2 separate regions of the Mus musculus genome follow, and region 1 is linked to region 2. The links are chromatin contacts, called in public promoter capture Hi-C maps. All regions are on one chromosome and are shown on one strand. Each heading gives the region's core, a stretch centred on a gene start, on an enhancer-like site or on the middle of the called end of the contact. The rest is flanking DNA. Distances are from core to core; before and after follow the strand shown. Region 1 overlaps Srl (sarcalumenin). Region 2 overlaps Trap1 (TNF receptor-associated protein 1).

What was found. Promoter capture Hi-C pulls out the DNA fragments that hold promoters and counts their contacts.
Region 1: a promoter capture Hi-C map of the C10 cell line shows a contact between it and region 2, with 2.7 times the contacts expected there. The contact joins two enhancer-like sites. A contact is called at or near these places in 4 of 39 promoter capture datasets (the 3T3-L1 cell line, the C10 cell line and cranial neural crest) and 1 of 115 datasets of contacts at active chromatin or transcription factors (embryonic stem cells).

What each region holds. Positions count from the first base shown.
Region 1 is chr16:4,487,594-4,492,299 of GRCm38.p6, forward strand. Srl (sarcalumenin) reads right to left here. Exons shown (of 7, transcript NM_175347.6): 4 at 4,701-4,706; 5 at 1-16. Among named protein-coding and RNA genes, the nearest start is that of Srl, 33 kb to the right of the region's middle. Within about 2 kb of position 1,703, at least 127 of the 459 cell types and tissues checked have an H3K27ac peak or open chromatin away from gene starts, as enhancers often do.
Region 2 is chr16:4,048,694-4,053,615 of GRCm38.p6, forward strand. It overlaps Trap1 (TNF receptor-associated protein 1), which reads right to left. Exons shown (of 18, transcript NM_026508.2): 10 at 4,788-4,908; 11 at 4,172-4,241; 12 at 658-805. Among named protein-coding and RNA genes, the nearest start is that of Dnase1, 14 kb to the left of the region's middle. Within about 2 kb of position 2,513, at least 5 of the 459 cell types and tissues checked have an H3K27ac peak or open chromatin away from gene starts, as enhancers often do.

The DNA of each region.
Region 1 (4,706 bases), core at 453-2,952, 440 kb after region 2:
GAAGTAATCTCCCCGTCTGCAGGAATCAGAAACAGACGTGACCTAACATCAGTTCTTACTTGACAGGCACAGCACTGTTCTCCAAAGCACTCTGCATCCCCCTGTCCCCCCACTGTCATCCAGAGCTTGTGGGGTTCTGTGTGGATCAAACTGTGTCAGGGGCTTTATAAGAGCATTCACTCCAAAGACACCAGGAGCCATTGTTTTGACCTTTTCCAGATCTTTGGCCTGCACCAGAAGGAGGAGTTGGCTGGATTGCAGGCTTGGTGCTCACGCTGGGAACAGTCTCCTGGCTTAATCTAGAGAATGTCTCACAAAAAGGACAAAACTTCTGCATTTCGAAGATTGAAGTTTGCTACCTGAATCAACAGTAAGAAAGGACATGGGAGAAGCATAGACAAGGTTGAGCCATCCGAGCTCCAGGCTCTGCCCATCTGCAGCTTGCAGCTCTCCTTATCTCTTCACTGGGGCTCTTCACATCCTCCCCTCAAGCTCAGATTAGTCTTAGTCCATGACAAGTCTTCCAGGGTCTGAAACCAAACACTGAAAACTGGGAATCCTTAGATTCTTGGTCCCTGAGGCCAAGGTCCTCTAAGACACCCTGCTAGGAATCACACCCTGCCAAGGCTACTGGAGAGGGGTATGAGAGAGAGAAGCAGAATTCTCTAGTGTCTTCAAAAGAAAGATGGTGGTTTAGGAGGGTGCTCACTAGCAGAGCATTTACATAGTATGTGCGAGGCCCTGGGTTCAGTCCCCACTACTGCAAAAATAGAAAACAAAACCAAATCTGGGCAAAGAAGCAGGTAGAGGCTGTAGACAGAGATGCTGTTTCTTATTGCTGCTTTCTGGTCCTCTAACTTCTTTTCTGAACTAGCTGCACTGAGCACCTGTGCTCTCCAGACTTTTGTCTTCCTGAGCCTGCAGACAGACCTCAAAATACAGTCTTCTTTCTTAAACTTTTTTTAAATTTATTTCTTATAATTTTGTATACTGTCCTGACTCAAAAGTCTGAAGTACAAAAAGCCCCAGTCTGTCTAGGCCACAATACACTCTCTATTAGGTAACTAATGCTGGGCCAGTTGGGGTGGGTTTTTTTTTTTTTTTTCTATTTTCTTTTGAGAGGACGTTATATTTCCCAGGATGTTCTCAAAGTCCTGGGCTCAAGAATCAAGTGATTCTCTTGCCTCAGCCTCCAGGGTAGCTGGGCCTATCTATATTTGTGTACCACTACCCTGGACACTAATGCTAATTTCTGGCATTTTTCAGCTGCCTTACTGTGTATACACTGTGTTGTATACCAGTGTTGTACATTCATTTTTGTATAGCATGAATCCCTTCTGCACCTGGCTTTTGGATATACTGGTTTTGTTCCTTTGGGAGTAAAGCAAAGTCCTAAAAGATGATGGCTTCTGTATGGTGAGCACAAGTCGTGGGCTGGCCCTTCCCTCTTGTGTGTAAGCACACATGAGAGGCACTCAGCCTGGGAACACGGCGATTAGGCATCTCAAGAGAGTTATGCCAGTTATGGATTTTTCCAAAAAGCCAGCGCTGGTTATGTGAGACAGAGCTTCGAGTGTTGCTGTTCCAATTCTGCACAGCAGGGGGCATTGTGGGCATATGTGGGAGACCAGCAATAAGCTTGAAGGATAGGGGGCATGCAGGAAGCTGGCAGGACATTAGGACAGAGAAGCCAAGTCCAGAAAGGGAAGCCAGAAGAGAGCCAATTGGCCTTTGCTGAGAGCCAATCCAGGGGCAGCTGGCAGCCTCTTGGCCACTGAGGCTTTAAGTTTGGAGTTTCCCTGGGAGGGTCATGCCACTCTTGGTGTCAGAGTAGGGAGACAAGTACAGAGGACAGAAGAAAGCCAGCCACTGTTCTGTGACCTCACACCAGGCCTGCACGCGCTCGAAGAAGCAGGAGCGGCGGGCGGCGGGCTCTTAGGCCTGTAAGAATGGTATAGGAACCGACAGCACAGGGCATTCATCCCCTGGGGAAAGGAATGGGGCCGGGGTCCTGACAGTGGCCAGGGCAACCAGCACTGCCTGGCATTAGATTCCTGTTCTGTAGAGTAGGAACAAATGTGCCCTCAGATACACAGCTACTCAATAGGCATTAGGCTAATATGGAAATTGCCAGGTAACACAGGAAGAGATTTGTCATGTGATTTACAATTAAAACAAGGGCTGGGGTTATAGCTCTGTAGTAGAGCACTTGCCTAGGATGCTCAGGGCCCTGGGTTCCATCCCCAGAACTGAAAAGAAAAAAATAACAATTATGAAAGCTTTAAACCAGGAGTTAGAGTAGCTGTGGATATAGCTCAGTGGCAGGGCACCTGCTTAGCATATCTAAAGTCTGGGGTTGTGTCCCCAGCACTGAAAAATGAGTCACACTTTTAAAGATGGCAAACCATGGTGGAACAAGAATTCTCTGGTATGTTCTTGTGAATACAGATTGGAGTATTTCAAGGCAATTTTCTAACAATGATTAAAATACTTAATTCTAGTGTTCTATAATAATTTTTAAACATGTATTTGTGGGGCCGGGGTATGCCAGAAGATAAATTACGGGAGTTGGTTCTCTTTTCTTACCATACAGGTCCAGGGATTGAATTAAGGCTGTCTGGGCTGCAGGTACATTTGCCTACTATGCCATCTTGTCAACCCCTTTGCTGTACTATTTTAAGGACAAACAAGCAAGCAAAACATGTCTTACAAATATCTGTACACAAAATATATGAATTATGCTAGTGTTTGGAATGGTTTAATTTCATTTTGTTTAGATAGCATCCCACTCTAAAGCCTATGGTGGCCTGAAATTCATTCTGTAGCCCAGGCTGGCTCTAAATCCTTAGTCATTCTATTGCCTCAGCCTTACAAGTGCTGAGACTACAGGCATAGCCAGCATGCCCAGCTTTGGAACATATGTATGTATGTATGTATGTATGTATGTATGTATTGGGGGTGCACAGCTTGGTGTGTGTATCGAGGCCAGAAGGGCCTTGTGGGGCCTGATTCTCTCCCACCGTGTGGCGTTCAGGAACTGAACTCACGCTTAGATGCAAGTGCTTCTACTTGCTGAGCCCCCTCGCTAGCCCTACTCGTTTGTTTGTTGTCGTTTTCAAGATAAGGTTTCTCTGTGTAGCCCTGGCCGTCCTGGAAGTCACTCTGTGGACCAGGATGGCCTTGAACTCACAGAGATCCACCTGCCTCTGCCTCCTGAGTGCTGGGATTAAAGGTGTGTGCTATCACACCTAGCTTTTCTGCCCCCTCCCCCAAAACCAAAACATTTGTTTTTTTTTTTTTTCTTTTTGAGCTCTGGCTGCCATCGTCTCACTATGTAGAGCAGGCTGGCTTCAAACTCACAGATATTTGCCTTTATATTTTAAAATTTAGAAAGTGTACAGCACCTATTGTGCCTCAGAAATTAGATTCTGGTTGTATAGAACGTGGTGTATTCTTAGAAGACAGGCAAGAAGCTTCAATAAAGAATAATGGTGAGTCATGCATGCATGCACATACATCTATATGTATACACACACATGTACATACATATACATATGCACACTTGGTATAATATGATCCCATGTATGTAAGAAGAAAGAGACATTCCTATATTCATAGATATAGAAGAAATGTCTAGAAGAATCTATTACATCCTATAGTTTTGAGCCCTCAAACAAACTGTGGGTGTCTCTGGGAGTGGAACTGGATAAATTGGAGATTAAGAAACAAATTGTGTGTGGGAGGGGGCAACATGGTGTGATGGTGTATTTTGGGGACAGGGCCTTGCCATGTAGTAGCCCAGAACTCACTGTGTAGCCTAATCTGTCCGCACAGTTACAACTCTCCTGCCTGTGCCTCCCAAAATCTAGGATTACAGCTCTACACCGTCATGCCAGGCTTTATTATTCAATTTATATTTTTATATTATTTGAATACAGTTGAAACAAGTATGTTTTTTGTTTTTTGTTTTTGGTTTTGGTTTTTTTTCGAGACAGGGTTTCTCTGTATAGCCCTGACTGTCCTAGAACTCACTGTGTAGACCAGGCTGGCCTCAAACTCAGAAATCCGCCTGTCTCTTCCTCCCAAGTGCTGGGATTAAAGGCGTGCGCCGCCGCCACCACCACCATCTGGCAACAAGTATGTTTTACTTTACTATTTTAAAACCAAGCTTTAAAAGAATCCAGACCTTGTCTGGGTGCAGTAGCACACACCAGTAAACCCAGCTCTCAGAAGCCAAGGCAGGAGGTTCTAAGGTTTAGGAAATTCAAGGCCAGCCTGAGCTACATGGTGACACTCTGCCTCAAAAATTATCATCATCTTCATCGTCGTCGTCATCATCACCACCACCATCATCGTGGTCGTTGTCATTATCAGCCAGGGCCACAGGAGGCCTTCCAGGAGGAACAATAAGGAGGCAAGGAAGACTCTAGGTCATTTGGAAGCCAATGTAAAAGGGACCTGAGATGCTTGAGCTCAGGAGGGACCACACTGCCTTACTACCCTGGAAATCAAAATGCCTACTGCTGAGACAAAGTGCTTAGCAATGAAATCACTCTGACAAACTCCTACAGTACTGAGCACTCGCTCCGGTAGGAGAGGCCACTTCCCGGACCTGAGTCCCAGTCCTCCACCCCTCAGGAAAGCCCAGCTCCTAGAGGCCAGGCACACAGGGTGGCGTGAGTGGGGCCATGATGCTGTACCTGTGA
Region 2 (4,922 bases), core at 1,263-3,762:
ATCTCTCTTCCTGCCATCTGCTGGGGCCAGGGTGTCAAGGGTCAAGAGACTTGGCCTTTCAGCTAAGAGCATAAGGACTTCGAGACAAGGGTATGTGATGGCTGATCTTGACCACCACCCTGACTGGATGGAGAAGTGCCTAGGAGACACAAAGCACACCTCTACGTGGGCCTGCAAGGATGCTCCAAGCCCCTCCCCTGTATCAATGGATTCCAGCAGTTTTTACAGATCTAAGCACTCTGTTCTGTTCCTTTCCCCAGTGACAAAGTATCTGAGAAAGTCAACTTGAAGGAGCCACAGCTGACTGAGGAGGCGCACTCAGTTAATTTCTGAGTCTCAGTGGCACCACTGCATAGACAGGGGGCCCAGGTAAAATAGAGAGAAAAAAAACGCACAGGAATTCTGTTTCGGCTCCAGCTAACTGAAGCAGATAACTATGGCTTTGAGTAGCTTTTGTCAGATGTTCTGTCAGTGCCTGGAGCCTGGCTAACACAGGTAAGAACACATGCAGACCTGCTGTATCTATGAGGACAGACCCAGAAGCCCAGTGTTCCAACTGCTGCCCATGTGACTTGTCACCACATCCAGGACAGCCTCTACCAGCTTCCTCTGTAGCAACAGGGCTGAGGCTGACAGGGAGGACCGAGATCATCCTACCTTGATGTCTTGCTCTGCAGTGGTCACAATGCCCTCCCTCATGAACAAGCCATAATCTTCAAAAAACTTTGCGTATTTTTCAGCATCTTTTTTACTCTGGTCAATGAAGAACTTGATCAATCTCTGTTGTAGAACATCCCGGAGTTTCCTACAGAACACAAGTTACTCACTGTGAACAAAGCTTTCTGTCAAGTAAGGGGGCGGGCGTACACACCCGGAGCCAAAGGGAAACTATAGAACAAGAGACACTGTGCTGCCCCCTAATGAGAAGCTCGCTAGGATGCTCTGCAGGTGGGTGGTGGTACAAACTGAATTCCACAGGACAATCAGTAGTGGGCATCTCCTGAGCACCAGCAGGGATCACATATGAGAAACAAGGAGAGGCGCCTGCACTGAAGCACGTGACAAAATCACTACGAACAGGCTCAGGGTTAAAGTGGATCATGCTGAAGCCGACCAGAAATGTCACCTAACAGTTCTAGAGGTAGGAGCAAAGGTCTGCTGGAAAAAACTAAACCAAAGCAAACCCAAGCAAACCCAGGCAAACTTCAGTGTGTATTCATGGAAAGACTGAGCGTATGCTGCAGAGCTGTTTGTCCTTAGGTAGGTGTATGAATTCCTGCATAGCCTGGGACATACTAAGCATATTACATATACACTGTATAGCTTGGCAAAGTGTCACTCTGTAATCAGGACATTTTTTACTGCATTATCCATAAAGGCAATCAGGATCAAGCGCACAGAAGTGGGCTTTAGTAAAAGACAGTCACTGGGGGACTGGAGAGATGGCTCAGCAGTTAAGAACACTGACTACTCTTTCAGAGGTCCTGGGTTCAATTCCTGGCACCACATAGTGGCTTACAACCATCTGTAGTAGGATCTAATGTCCTCTTCTGGTGAGTCTGAGAGTCTGAAGACACTGACAGTGTACTCATGTATGTAAAATAAATAAATCTCAAAAAAAAAAAGAAAGAGGGTCACTGTCTTTGTTAGGTTTTCTATTGCTCTGATAAAACAGAGCCATGGATCCCAGTGCCTGGTATGCCTGGACTAGCACAAGGGGCCCAGTGAGGCTTGCTGAAGGGACAGGAGTCAGTGCAAAGGCAGCTCTAAACCAGAATAATAGGAGAATATGATATGTATCAACAGGAATGGATTGCTCCCTGACTAAAATGGGTCATCAGTCCGCACTGCATTAAATATTTTTAAAACACTACTGAGTACCATGGAAAGGGGTTGTCTAGCATGTATGTATCTCTGAGTTCAATCTAACACCACTTAAAAAGCCATGAATAATATACTGACAATCTGCTGAGGATCACATCTACAATCTTCTAAGTAAAGCAGCACTGGTGGTGGGAAGGCAGCTCAGGGTAGCGTGTCTGCTTGTTAATAACCAGTAAAGCAAACAAACAAAAACAGCAGAAAAAAAACCAAGACACCAACAATGTGTGTGTACCAGCTCACAGACCTGCACACGGTCCGCACCGAGAATGGAGAGAAGCCTCAAAGACTTCCCCTAGGTGAACATCACCCACCAAGGACAAGCCAAACCCGCTCCACCCTCAGGACAGGCTCTTGTGCTCGTTCCTGGGAGCATCGACCATTTCCAAGGGCAGGCCCACTCCACAGGGTGACTGGCCTGATTGCCAAGGGAATCCCTCTGGGAAAGGCAAGTGAACTGAGGTTACCTCCTCTGGCCTCCACAGTACATTGCCACCAGAAGCAAAGGATAGAGCAGTTGGCAACCACACAGCGAATGAAGAAAATCAGACAGCAGATAGCTCCCACTATGGTGACTACACTTCCTTCTCCAGGAGGAGAGAGGGTCACAAGACTTTCTCAAGATAGAAACCAACTCTCCCTTGAGATTTCAACAACTCTCCAGTCACAGCTACACAATCTCGGAAATGCTGAAGTGTATGGCATAAGACGTTAGCTGGAGTGGACCTGGTGCAGCTGCCAGAGCCGCCACGCTCTTATAAGGGGTACCCGATTTCCTCAACAGTCTTTATTTTCCCTGTTAGGTCCCTCTCTACTCCACTATGCCATTATGTCTCCCAGGAGACACAGGACATCACAGAAACCTGGATGCTCACAACTGAAGGATAAAAGCTGCAGACAGTGGGGCTGGAGGACAGACAGCGACAATGATACAGCAAGGCCTACTGCTGCTTCTGAGGTTCCACTGGGTAGAAAGAAATCTTTGTAGGTTGGTGACACACCGACACACAGAGAACGGCACCAGGAAGACAGCAATGCCTCAGAAGGCCCAGAGTGGATCTTCCACTTGGGAAGCTCCCGATTCTCTGAACACTGTGAACAAAGCAGCTCCTTCTTCAAAAGATTGGCCACAGGCAGGAAGGAGGTGCTGGTTCTACACCTCTCTCTGCCACTTAGGCACCCAGGAACAGAGTGCCTCAGGGTCTAAGGCAGCTCCGGGCAGACATGAACATGACTGCTCAGTCAGACTGGGCACTGAAGCACAGCTAACTCGGCTCTAGGAATCTAAGAGCTGTGTCTCCACAGGCCTGACCTCCTAGTTTCAGAAGAGCGTTCCAGGGCTGGAGAGATGGCTCAGTGGTTAAGAGCACTGGCCGCTCTTCCAGAGGTCATGAGTTCAACTCCGTACAACCATAAGGTGGCTCACAACCATCTATAATGGGATCCAATGCCTTCTTCTGGTGTGTCTGAAGACAGCTACAGTGTACTCATATACATAAAATAAATAAATAAATAAATAAATCTTTAAAATAAATAAATAAAAAAGAAGAGCATCCCAGACCCAAGTCAAACTATATTCTTGGTTCTAGGGTGACCCCTGCCTCATTCAACTCTGAGACATGGTGTCTAGAATCTCTCCAACTGTGGCCATACCCAGGCTGGGTGGCAGGGATGAGCCATCTTTCAACACCATAATTCTTCAAAGCTAGTCCACATTGATGGGGAGCAATGCAGCTGTGTTCTCCCCAGACATTTGGAGCCCACACCTGCACATGTACCACCCACCTTCACCACAGCAAGGAAAAGCACCATGGAGCCTGGAGCCACCCTGCACCCCCTGGCACCCATTCTCCATGTGGGTTAGCAACATCAAAGTGGGCTGAGGAAAAGGACCAAGTTCTTTCCTCATTCATTGTAATTTGTATTTAATGGGGAAAGTAACGTATACTCCCAAGAGCCTGGGTAAATAAACAACTATGCAATTGCTACAAGTGCTTCCTAAGGCATTACTTGCAGCTGAGGCTCCTGACAGTGTAGGCCTCAGCCTGGTCCCAGCATAGCACCACTATTTCTAGATCCAACCTCAGCAGTTGCTCAGCCAAACCCAAACTCTTCCTGACTACAGAATGAGTTGCTCACTAGGTCAGAACACCTAGAAGGTCAGGGAGGGATCCTGCCCTCAGGTCTCTCTTCACCCTTTGGTCTTGGCTTCTGAAAAGCACACCCGGGGCAGAATCAAGTCAAGGCCAGCCACCACAGGAGTGCCCTGCTATTTGCAGTCTGGGCTTACCGGATGAGCGCACTCTCCTGCAGGAGCTCTCTGCTGAGGTTCAGGGGAATGTCCTCACTATCCACCACACCTGAGAAGACAGGAACATTAGAACCCCTGCACCAACGGAAACCTCCATGGGTGGTAAAGGAGGAGCAGGAAGAGCAGGGGGCGCTGCTCCTCAGTCCTGCTCAGGGGCAGTGGGCAGTACAGCAGTCCCAGGGTAAAACCCTCTCAGGGCAAGACTGGCACACACCAAACACATCCCAGCATTCAACTCCAAAGTACTAACTAAGCTACTATGTAATCCCAGATCTCGGAGACCGAGGCCTGGGCTGTGTAGAAGACCTTGTCTCAAAAGAAAAGGAGAAAGTCATAAGCTTGTCTTGGAGAGGGCTGGTCCTTGTGCTATGAAAGTAAATGCTGCTTACACTCCTTACTCAACTATAACTCAGGCCCAGCACAGCTCAGGCCAAACTTCCAACCCTGAAAGAACTCCTTGCCTGTCCTGCTGGGTGAGGAGGGTCTAGGACACAGCGGAAGCAAATGCAGTGGGCAGCATGAGGACACATGGCCATGCCACTTGGAATCCTGGGTCACCGTCCACAGTGCAGAGCCTGGGTGTCAGCAGCAGTACCTCGAATGAAGCGCAGCCACTTGGGCAGGATGTCTGCAGCCTTGGTCTGGATGAGGACCTTGCGGCTATACAGTGCCACGCTGGAGCCCAGCTCCCTGCTCACATCAAACATGGATGGTTTCTGGGAGAAATGAA